2 separate regions of the Mus musculus genome follow, and region 1 is linked to region 2. The links are chromatin contacts, called in public Hi-C maps. All regions are on one chromosome and are shown on one strand. The core of a region is the stretch at or near the end of the contact, and the rest is flanking DNA. Distances in the headings are between cores, read along the strand shown. Region 1 overlaps Prex1 (phosphatidylinositol-3,4,5-trisphosphate-dependent Rac exchange factor 1). Region 2 has its middle 28 kb from the start of 1810021M19Rik.

Evidence for each region. A called contact is a pair of places that touch in the nucleus more often than the background predicts.
Region 1: a Hi-C map of cerebral cortex shows a contact between it and region 2, with 5 times the contacts expected there. The contact joins two enhancer-like sites. A contact is called at or near these places in 3 of 484 Hi-C or Micro-C datasets (B cells, cerebral cortex and embryonic fibroblasts) and 1 of 115 datasets of contacts at active chromatin or transcription factors (microglia).

Annotation. Positions count from the first base shown.
Region 1 is chr2:166,580,984-166,586,383 of GRCm38.p6, forward strand. Prex1 (phosphatidylinositol-3,4,5-trisphosphate-dependent Rac exchange factor 1) reads right to left here. Exons shown (of 40, transcript NM_177782.3): 24 at 4,750-4,960; 25 at 4,049-4,322; 26 at 2,127-2,339; 27 at 924-1,012. Among named protein-coding and RNA genes, the nearest start is that of Gm29679, 19 kb to the left of the region's middle. Within about 2 kb of position 1,883, at least 6 of the 459 cell types and tissues checked have an H3K27ac peak or open chromatin away from gene starts, as enhancers often do. A contact at or near this core is called in cerebral cortex, where this site is marked.
Region 2 is chr2:165,911,096-165,916,195 of GRCm38.p6, forward strand. No RefSeq gene overlaps it. Among named protein-coding and RNA genes, the nearest start is that of 1810021M19Rik, 28 kb to the left of the region's middle. Within about 2 kb of position 3,321, at least 122 of the 459 cell types and tissues checked have an H3K27ac peak or open chromatin away from gene starts, as enhancers often do. A contact at or near this core is called in cerebral cortex, where this site is marked.

The DNA.
Region 1 (5,400 bases), core at 633-3,132, 670 kb after region 2:
GCCCAGGCTAGCCTCAAATTTCCAGCAGCTTCTACCTCATCCTCCCAAGTGCCAGGATTGTGGGCAAAAGTCAGCAAGCCTGCCTTCCCGGCTCTCTCGGCTGGAGGGAGCACGTAGCTCACGGGCTACACAAGTCTGTAGAACCTAGTCTGACCTCCATTCCCCTCCCAGGAAATGGATGTAGAATTAAGATTTCTTTTTTATGCAGAGATGCTACTGGACAGACACACGGAAGAACGAGAACAGACACAACAGCTTGAGACCTAGGAGGCTGGGAACTCACGGGGACAAGATGCCTCAAACCCTTGAGGGAGTCTTCAATATGTACCGTGTGGTCACAAAATGAATTTTCCTATTCTTGGTGGTGGTGGTGGGGGCAGGGCTGGGGGCGGACCCAGTGCCCTGTACGTGCTGAGTAAGCATTCCACCATGAGGTATACCCGTGATGCACTTAGTAGTAGTAGTAGTAGTAGTAGTAGTAGTATTTAGTCTGGTGTGTGTGTGTGTTTCTGACACTGATAATGATAATGGCTGGTTCTTCTCTTCATTTCACTGGCTGCTGTGTCCCCAGCATCTGGCTGGTCTTAGGTATATAGTAAATATGTTCTGAGAAACTTGTCCCGTTCTATGATACTGAGGAGTGTGATACGATACAGTAGAACACAGACCGATGTGATGGCATATGCCCTTAATCCCAGCACTCAGGAAGCAGAGGCAGGTGGATCTCTGTGAGTTTGAGGACAGCCTGGTCTACAAAGTGACAGCCAGGGCTCTGTTACACAGAGAAACTCTGTCTCAAACACACACACACACACACACACACACACACACACACACCCAGCAGAATAGCCACCGTATTCCCATTGCAACTTCTCCATCCCTCCCACAATCCCCAGCAGCCTCTCCACTGAGGTCACACTCACCTGAGCCCATCTCGTCACTACCCAGGTACGAACTGTTGCTTCTCACGCTGGTGTAGGACAGGACAGAGTCCCGATTGCTGTTACACTCACTGCAACGGGACAAGAGACACCCTGAGTCACCCTCATCCCAGCCCTGGAATCCACCATCTGGGGTGTAGCCAAAACTCCTAGCCTTGGGCGGACACCCAGCCAGCCAGAGGCAGAGGGCAAGGCCAGCCCGGCTTGGTGTCTGATGGGGGAAATTCGCTCAGGCCCCAGCTCAGAAGCACAAACGGGGCTTTCTTCACTTGGGTGTCTTAGTGTCTGTCACCAGGTTTCTGGGCACTACACAGCTCTCACGAGCTCAGACACACCTGCCCACGTCGCACTTGGCCAAAAGGAACTCAACAGATGAGGCACAGGAAACCGCCTTGCCAACAGCTTTCTGAACAAGGAAAAATCAGAGAGCCAAAGACGTAAAAAGGAAATCGGAGCAGGCAGGGAGTGGATCTGAGACAACGCTCCACAGACTCGGAGTGAGAAGCGGACAGAAAATCCTGCCATAAAGACACCGTGGAAGGTGGCCACGGGAATGAGGCAGATCTGGGGAACACGGGGATGGTGCTGAAGCCAGGTAGGCTGGCAACACCCCACCTCCACAATCCTGTGGCTTCAGCCTTTGCCCACACTACAGACTAAAACAGACTCTGAGTCAGACACTGTGATTTTCCACTGGGGACCCCCACTTCTCTGTGGTAATGAGGGTGACCTGTCACAGCATAGAAAGTCCTGGTTTTGCCTGGTTAACTAATTAACACCCTACTGGTATTTTCAAAATAAATTTAACAATTGCAGAAATACCACTCCCATCCTCGGAGGCAGGAAAACAAGAAAACATCTGACTCCTTGGATCTACAGAAGCCCCACACACCACAGAACCCAGACTCTCGTCCAGCCTGCGAGCATACAGAGTAACACAGAATGAATGGTGTCCATCTGCCAGGCTCGGAGGCCTCAGCTCAAGGCAAGGGACCCAAGCAGGCAAGTTCTGTGGAACATCCTCTGAGAGGATCAGAAGCCCCCGGCCCTGCATCTCCGCCCCACCAAACACACATCGTTAGCCCCAGAGACTGATGCCCTTCATCTTGGGAAATGCCACAGTCTTGACTTTCCCACAGGTCAGAAGCCTCAGTTGTCCGGTGACCTCCTGTGGGCCGCACGCACCTGTAGGAGTCGCGGTAGCTCATGGTGTCGTGGCCCGAGTCTTCCTGCTCGTCCTCCGACACCTTGAAGCACACTTTCTTGATGCCGCTGTGGTCAGTCCGGTCCACTTCACTCTCCTCACTGACCGGTGGGGAAGATGAGGTCTCCTCCACCAAGGATGGGTCACAGGGCGCAGGGGCAGCTGATGTGGGCTCTGTGATGGTTGACAGCAGCCTGCCAGAGCGAGGGAAAGGCCTTGAAGGTGAGGACACAGGCTGGCAGGGCACCGCCACAGGGCTCATCAAAGAGCAGGCTTCACCTCATCTCTGACTCCACAGTGAGAGAGAGGGGGAAGCTACCCAGCAGTCTTTGCCCCTTGGAAGTCCCACCAGCGACCCCATGGATGCCCAGTGCTGCCCCCTGCTGGACCCAGCTGTAAGCACTTCTCACAGGCTGGGGATGTGATATAGCCCAGAGGATAAAGGCTTACATGGGTGTGATCAACCTGTGGGTTGTGACTTCTATATGCACCGAACTGCCCTTTCACCGGGGGTCACACATCAGATAGCCTACATATCAGATATTTATTAGCTGTATGCCTGGGGTCACCATAAAACGAGGAGCTGTATTTAAAGGCTCCAGAATCATTGCCTTAGACTAACCAGGCATGGAAGCTCGTATCTGTAGTCCCAGCACTCTGGAGTTCAAGGCCAGCCTCAGCTACAAGAGACTTTGTCTCAAAATAACAAAACAAAAACAACAACAAAAAAAAGGAAATGTAAACAAGAAACCCAGAGTCTGCAGGAACACCTCAGTTATAAGCACCAACTCTGCCACGGCAGCACACCGTTAGCAGGGATGTCTACAGTAAAACTGTAATTACAGAGTAAAGCGGGTAGTGGACAGACTCCAGCCGCCTGTGGATAGCTACAGTGAACATCCGTTAACAGCCCAGGCTTTGCCGCTGCGCGGGGCAGTGTCTAGAGACAAATTGGGCTGTCAACTGGAGGAGGATGCCAAGGCCCTGAGCAAGCAGAGACTGAGCATGCTACAGGCCCAGGAGCCCCACAGTACAGACAACCACCTGAATCGCCAGACCAAAGGAGGAGCCTTTTAAAAACTTGACTGCATGGCTCTCGCTGAACCAAATGATGATGAAGAATATGAAGATGATGATAATTGTTGTTGTTTATTATTGTTATTATTATTCCCTTTAACATTATCTGGTACCAGGCCATGCACAAGTGGTCCTGACTGACTGGCTCTAAAGTGTTCCTTCCAGACAGCATTGAGAAAGCAGGTCCCTACATTGGTCTAGACACTGTTTCTGGCTAATGCACTTTCTAAGCCTCTTGATTTACAATGGCTCCTGCTCCTCCTCCTGCCCCTCCTCCTGCTGCCCCTCCTCATCTATGTCCTCCTCCCCCCCCCTCCTCCTCCTTCTTTTTCTCCTCCTCTTCTTTCTCCTCCTCCTTTTCTTCCCTACATCCACAGCCTGGACATTTATTTGTTATGTTCTATAGAGAATGGCCTGTCCCCGGCTTTAGCCAATGTCACCCTAAGGTGCTGTTTAACTAACCTCTATCTCCCTCTAGAGGCTGAGTAGTGAGTGGAGCTATCTCTGCCCAGAGCTGGCAGCTGCTGTATGCACCACAATGTCCTATGGTAACAGGGACACCCTGTCAGCAGTCCATTTTGCTTCAGCGTTAACACAGAGAATGAATCTCACAGGCTTCAGCCTCATAAGGACACTGCCTACCTGCCTCACTTCCTTAGAACCGACTCTCCCTAGAGAATTAGGGACTTCCTGTTGTCTGTCGAAGATGCTCCGGGCAGCTGGTAGGGACAGCCCAGGCACGCTGCACAGGACCCGAGGTGCTCAAGATGGCCACTATGAGCAGTGATGTCCAGACAGCAGAGAGGGCCCCGGGGCCAGGCCTCACCTGTTAATCTGGGTGACATACTGCTTCATCTCCTTGAGGGCCACGTCCAGCTTAGTGAAGAGCTGCAGGTATGCGTCCTGGATCTCACGGTCTTCCTGTTTGAGCAGAAAGCTCAGGCCGCGGTCTTGCTGGCTCGGGGCACCACTGGCTGACCCATAGCTGCTGTCATTGAGACCCTGGCCTTGGGAGTCCTCGTCTACAGCAGGTGAGCACTTCCAGGACGGGGCAGCCATGGTGGTGATACAGTGCTGGGTATAGGCCATGGGGTTCAGGCCTGTAGCAAAGGTGGGGGAGCTTACTCAGAAACAGGCTCAGACCCACACAGAGGGGACCCTGCCTGAACCTCTGGACAGGAAAATGCATGCAGCACGTTTGACCTTTTGACATCTCAGAGCACTAGGTCACCCAAGAAGGCAGCTGCCATTTGTTGAAAACATATTTTAACTACTGAGATATTTTTCCCCCTACTTAAGAGTACAGACGTGATGGCAAGTGCTCTGGCAGCCATCTTATACCACGAGAAGCATCATGAAGGTACAAGACTCAAACTAAAGACGGTAATAACAGAAAGACAGGAGCCTGGGTCCCTGATGACTACACAGCCACTAACCCCATCCTGGACAGTGACCTTCAGTCATTTCTCTGTTTCCTCATCTGTAAGGTGAGCTCTAACACAAGTTCTGATAGACACACACAGGTACCTTGTTCTGGGTCAAGGCCGATGAGGGAGGGTTTGCGTCCGAAGCGGATGCTGAAGGACCTGCCCACCGAAGGTGTGGTCTTGGGGTAGGACACTTCCATGAGGTTGACGTGACAGTTGGTGGGGCAGAAGTCAAGGCCACACAGCGGGTGGGGCTCCAGGGATGCCTGCTTGAAGGGGGGGCTGACCCTACTCTTCAGCTGGGCTGCAAACTGAGAGGGAGAGAGGAGCGGACAAGGGAGCGTGAGTTGGCTTCAGCAAGGTCCTTGAATACCCTGGAGCCACTCTGTAGTCCTGACACTCCCAAATCGGAGAAAAAACAGTTATGGCTGTGAATGAAGCTGTCACCCTGAGTGTCTCTCACAAGGACAGCCTACCAGAAGCTGTGGGGCTGAGTACAGACGTGGAGTCTTTTCTCTCTTTTAGCTGCAGTAATGTCTTAGAAACCACATCTCCTGGTCCTCAGTTATGAGGTTCAGGCACGGTCACCTCCTTACTCTACAATGCTTGAGGCAGGGCAGGGCAAGGGACATGAGCAAAACCAGAAGCGCCCTGTGAATCCATCTTGACAGCGATGGTAAAGAGAGATCCACAAGGCTACCTGGTCACCACAGGCGAGGGCCCAACCACAGAGGGGAGCTGATCCTCTGGG
Region 2 (5,100 bases), core at 2,071-4,570:
ACTTGCTGCTGAGTAAGCGCACCCTTTCTAGTTCTTTCTGAGCTCTGGCTGACTGGTTCAACTCAGCTGTTCTGGCTCAAACTCCTCTTCAAGATGACTGTTTCAATCTGGGTTCTCTCTCAGCCTCTCCTGAATGGTTCTGTTGGCCCATTCTGTTGTCACCTGTGTCTAGCTTGTCTCCTCTCTATATAACTGTCCTAGTAAAACTGCCTCTTTTTTTTTTCTTTCTCTGCCTGCTCTCTCTTCAGTAGCCTCTCTTTCCTCTCTTCTCATCAGAGTTGGGCAGATCCTATCCTACCACCTTGTCTGGCTCTCAATAAGATATCACTTTCAAACACGGGTGCTTCCTTCTACAAACTAACGCTACCTTCATTGTTTGGGGTTAAAGGCACGTGCTAAGGACTGAGCCACACCACAAGTAAGTAGAAACAGGTATTTTCAGTAAGTAACACAATCCTGAGGTTCACAGTATGATCAGATATCCTGCAACAGACCTGCCTCAAAGTCAGACGCCGAGGAGAGGACAGAACCCACCAGCTCTTCTGTACTTCTCCCAATGTCCTTCAAGTCATGAGGCTCAGTATTGGATTGGAGAGTTGGCTCAGCATTGCCAGACATGGTAGCCCATGCCTTTAATCCCAGCACTCAGGAGGTAAAGGCAGACAGGCAGGTGGATCTCTAAGCTACACAGAGAAACCCTGTCTTGGGGGGAGGGGGGGAGCACTGTTCTTGCAGAGGACCTGGGTTCAGATCCCAGCACCTACCTGAGCACCTGAGGCTCACAGCCATCCATAACTCATGTTTCAGGGTATACTACACCCTCTGCTGACCTCCACAAGTACTAGGAAATCATGTGATGCCCTGACATACATGCAGACAAAACACACCCAAAGAGAAAGAAAGAGAGAGAGAGAGAAAGAGAGAGAGAGAGAAAACGAATGAACGAACGAGCCGGGCAGTAGTGGTGCACGCCTTTAATCCCAGCACTTGGGAGGCAGAGGCAGGCGGATTTCTGAGTTCGAGGCCAGCCTGGTCTATAGAGTGAGTTCCAGGACAGCCAGGGCTATATAGAGAAACCCTGTCTCGAAAAACCAAAGAAAGAAAGAAAGAAAGAAAGAAAGAAAGAAAGAAAGAAAGAAAGAAAGAAAGAAAGAAAGGAAAGAAAGAAAGAAAGGAAAGGAAGAAAGGAAAGGAAGAAAGGAAAGGAAGAAAGGAAAGGAAGAAAGGAAAGGAAAGAAAGGAAAGAAAGGAAAGAAAGGAAAGAAAGGAAAGAAAGGAAAGAAAGGAAAGAAAGGAAAGAAAGGAAAGAAAGGAAAGGAAGAAAGGAAAGGAAGAAAGGAAAGGAAGAAAGGAAAGGAAGAAAGGAAAGGAAGAAAGGAAAGGAAGAAAGGAAAGAAAGAAAGAAAGAAAGAGAAAAAGAAAGAGAAAAAGAAAAAGGAAAAGAAAAAGAAAAAGAGAGAAAGGAAGAAAGAAACGAAATGAAATGGCTCTTTAAGCTCACTTGCCTCATTGTGGGGAGTCACTTTTAGGGGCCCCTGCAGTGGAACCGCTGCACCCCACTCTAGGCAGATTCACACTCCTGTCTGAGTCAAGTAAAAGGCTTGTTGCACCTTCCTGAGAAAAAGGGTGCCCCAGCCTTTCCCTCAGGTTTCTCAGTCAAAAGAAGGGCAGTCTTGAAACATGAGATGCAGAAGGCTAAGAGAGGAGTGGGGCCAGGTCAGAGGTCGGTCCAGCTGACATAACACAGGTTCTAGACCAGCCTGGGCTACATAGCAAAACCCTGCCCCACCAAAACAAAACAAAACAAACAAGCAAACAAAAACAAACAAACGAAAAGGTACGAAGAGATGGAGTGGTCAGTATGAGGCTTGCTGTGCAAGCATGAGGCTCCGCATTGGGAGTCTTAGGTTCCGTGAGAGACTCTTAAAACACAAGAGGTCAGGCCAGGGCAATGGCTTAGTGGGTGAGGCTGGGCAAGGCTGATGATCTGAGGTCAGAATCGCAGTTAAATGCAGTAGTACATGTGTCTGTAATCTCAGTGTCTCTACAGAGGTTGCCCTGCAAACTTGCCCACTGGCTGTGACTGTGTCTTAGCTGACCTTGCTCCCAGTGGCTGGTAAGAACTGGCTCTGAGGGCCGTCCTGTGACCTCCACGTGCACACCCGTAGCATGCGCATGTCCCCATCCCTGTACATAAACACACTAAACAAATAAAAGGGGGATGTGAGCAATTCAGGAAGACGCTGGATGCTGACCTCTGACCTCCACGTGTGTGTGCACACACATCAAGTATATACACACATAAAACAAAGGACACTAAGACCAAGGCAGGACTGGTGGCCCAGGCCTGTAAACTCATCTACTGTGAGAAGAAAGCCCAAACATCTGGGCTGCATGGTCATTGGGTGAAGTCATTTGCCTCCACATCTGACGACCTGAATGCTATACCGGAGACCTACATGGTGGAAAGAGAGGAGAGCCAACTCCAGCAAATTGTCCTCTGACACTAGCTATGGGACACGACACATGTACACACACAAACACTAGATAGATAGATAGATAGATAGATAGATAGATAGATAGATAGATAGATAGATAGATAGATAGATAGATAGATAAATGTAAAAAATAAAAAAGCCAAGTGTGGTAGCGTATATCTTTAACCCCAGCACCCAGGAGGCAGAGAGAGGCAGATAGAACTCTGTGAGTTCAAGGCCAATCTGTTCTATATAGTAAGTATTCTATATAGAACTTACCAGGTCAGCCAGGACTATGTAGAGAGGCCCTGTCTCAAAAAAAAGAGTGGGTGGGTGGGGAGTGGGGGGCTGGGGTGGGGCTGGGCTGGATTCGGCTGTAGAACACTTGCCTAGCACGGGCTAAGTCTTGGCTTTGATGCATGGTGTGTCTGGATGCCTAGGGTATAGTTGAAAGTTTCTTTCCAGCAAGCTCTGCTGGGACTTAGCTGAGTGCCACTGCTCCAAGTTAATTACTGTAGCAATCAAAAGCCCCTGATATGATCAGCCCTTGCTTCCTGCAAGTTTCTGCTTGATTACATACTCAACAACAATCCAGTGATCCAATGGAGTTGTTACTTATATCACTTACTACTAATAATGGATAACACAGGTTCCGAGGGCTGAGTGAATCATATAGGCAAAGTAGCCAGAATTTAGGTTTCATCGTTGATCTTCTATAAGTAAAAGGGAGCCTGTGCAATGTATTTCCTTCTGGGCCCCAAATGTTGAAAGTATCCAGCCAGGATCAACCAACTCGCCTCAGACCAGAAAGCAGGGACTACGGACCCATGGCACCCCCTGGTGGCCGATCAGCGTTCTGCTCCTGACAGGTCTGGCTGGGTCTTGCCTGAGTCATGCCCATTCTTGTGTCTCATTGAGAACATGGAAAATATTATTCAGCCCATTCCATCCTCGGACAGAACGCAGGGTGTTGAAAGGAGGCGGGAACCACAGAGCTGTGGAATGCAGAGGAAGGGTGTGGACAGGCCTTGGGGACTTCAGGGTCGAGGACGAGAAAGGCTAGGCTGACCGGGCTCTCACTTTCGACCTTCCTTAGGAGTTTGCTGGGGAAGTCTGGCCCAAAGCTCTCCAGGTGTTCTGACAGGTTTAGAAGTCTCCTAAACGCTGTTGCTGCTTTGAAAGCTGGGCCTTCTTAACCAGTTCATTGTGCAAATGTTCTTTGTGAGCCTAAGGTATGCTGGGTGCTAGACCCGCTCCTGGGTACATAGAAATAAACAAAACAGACTCCCCACTTTGGACCCCCTGGCTTCCTGCCTCTCACATTATCCCTTATGAACATACTCCTGCCGTGATGCCATTTGCCACCAGGCTCCAGAAATGGAACCGATGTCCATCCGCCTGATCTTGGATTTTTGGCTCGGAAGATGGTGAGATAAAAACTTTCCCTACACATTTAAAAGGAGAAGAAAACCTGGGCCAGGCTGTGGTGGTGCATGCATGCCTTTAATCCCAGCACTTGGGAGGCAGGTGGATCTCTATGAGTTCAAGGTCAGCCTGGTCTACAGAGTAAGTTCCAGAACAGCCAGGGCTACATAAGGAACCCCTGTCTCAAACAAAACAAAACAAAACAAAAACAAAAACAAAAAACCAAAAACACAAGGAGAAGAAAATTCACCAGTCACGCTACTTAACACCTGTGATCCCAACACTCAGGAGACTAAGACAGAAGGACTTCAGAGTCTAAGGCTAGCCTGGGCTACATAGCAAGTCCCTGTCTAAAAAGACCAGTAAGAGAGAAGTGGGGGGAGCCGGGTGTGGTGATGCACGTTTTTAATCCCAGCACTCGGGAGGCAGAGGCAGGAAGATTTCTGAGTTCGAGACCAGCCTGGTCTACAGAGTGAGTTCCAGGACAGCCAGGGCTACACAGAGAAACCCTGTTTTGAAAAACCAAAACAGAGAGAGAGAGAGAGAGAGAGAGAGAAGTGGGGGAGAGGAGGAAAGCAAATCTTTTGGGGCTGGAGGTCCATGTCTCTCCTGTGGGAAGACTCTGAGTAGGCTCTTTTTAAAAAAATTATTATTTATAATGTATGTGAATGTTTTGCCTATGTGTGTGCTTACCATGTACTACATATGTGCCTGGTGCCCAAGGAAGTGAGAAAGGGGCTCTGAATCTCATAGCAGGAGAATTATGGATAGCCGTGAGCCACCATTTGCCTGCTGGGAATTGAACCCTACCTATGCAAGAACAAGAACGTTTAACTGCTGAGCCAGTTCTTTTTTTTTTTTTTTTTTTTTTTTTAAAGATTTATTTATTTATTATATGTAAGTACACTGTAGTTGTCTTCAGATACACCAGAAGAGGGCACCAGATCTCATTATGGGTGGTTGTGAGCCACCATGTGGTTGCTGGGATTTGAACTTCGGACCTTCGGAAGAGCAGTCGGGTGCCCTTACCCACTGAGCCATCTCACCAGCCCTGCTAAGCCAGTTCTTGATGGTGAAGTGGGATCAAGTTTTTCAGATTCGGGAAGCAATTGTCCTATTGTCAATTGAAAAGATTTTACTACATCAGGTGAGACAATTCAATGTTTGAAAGTGCCTGCTGCCAAGTCTGAGGCTCTGA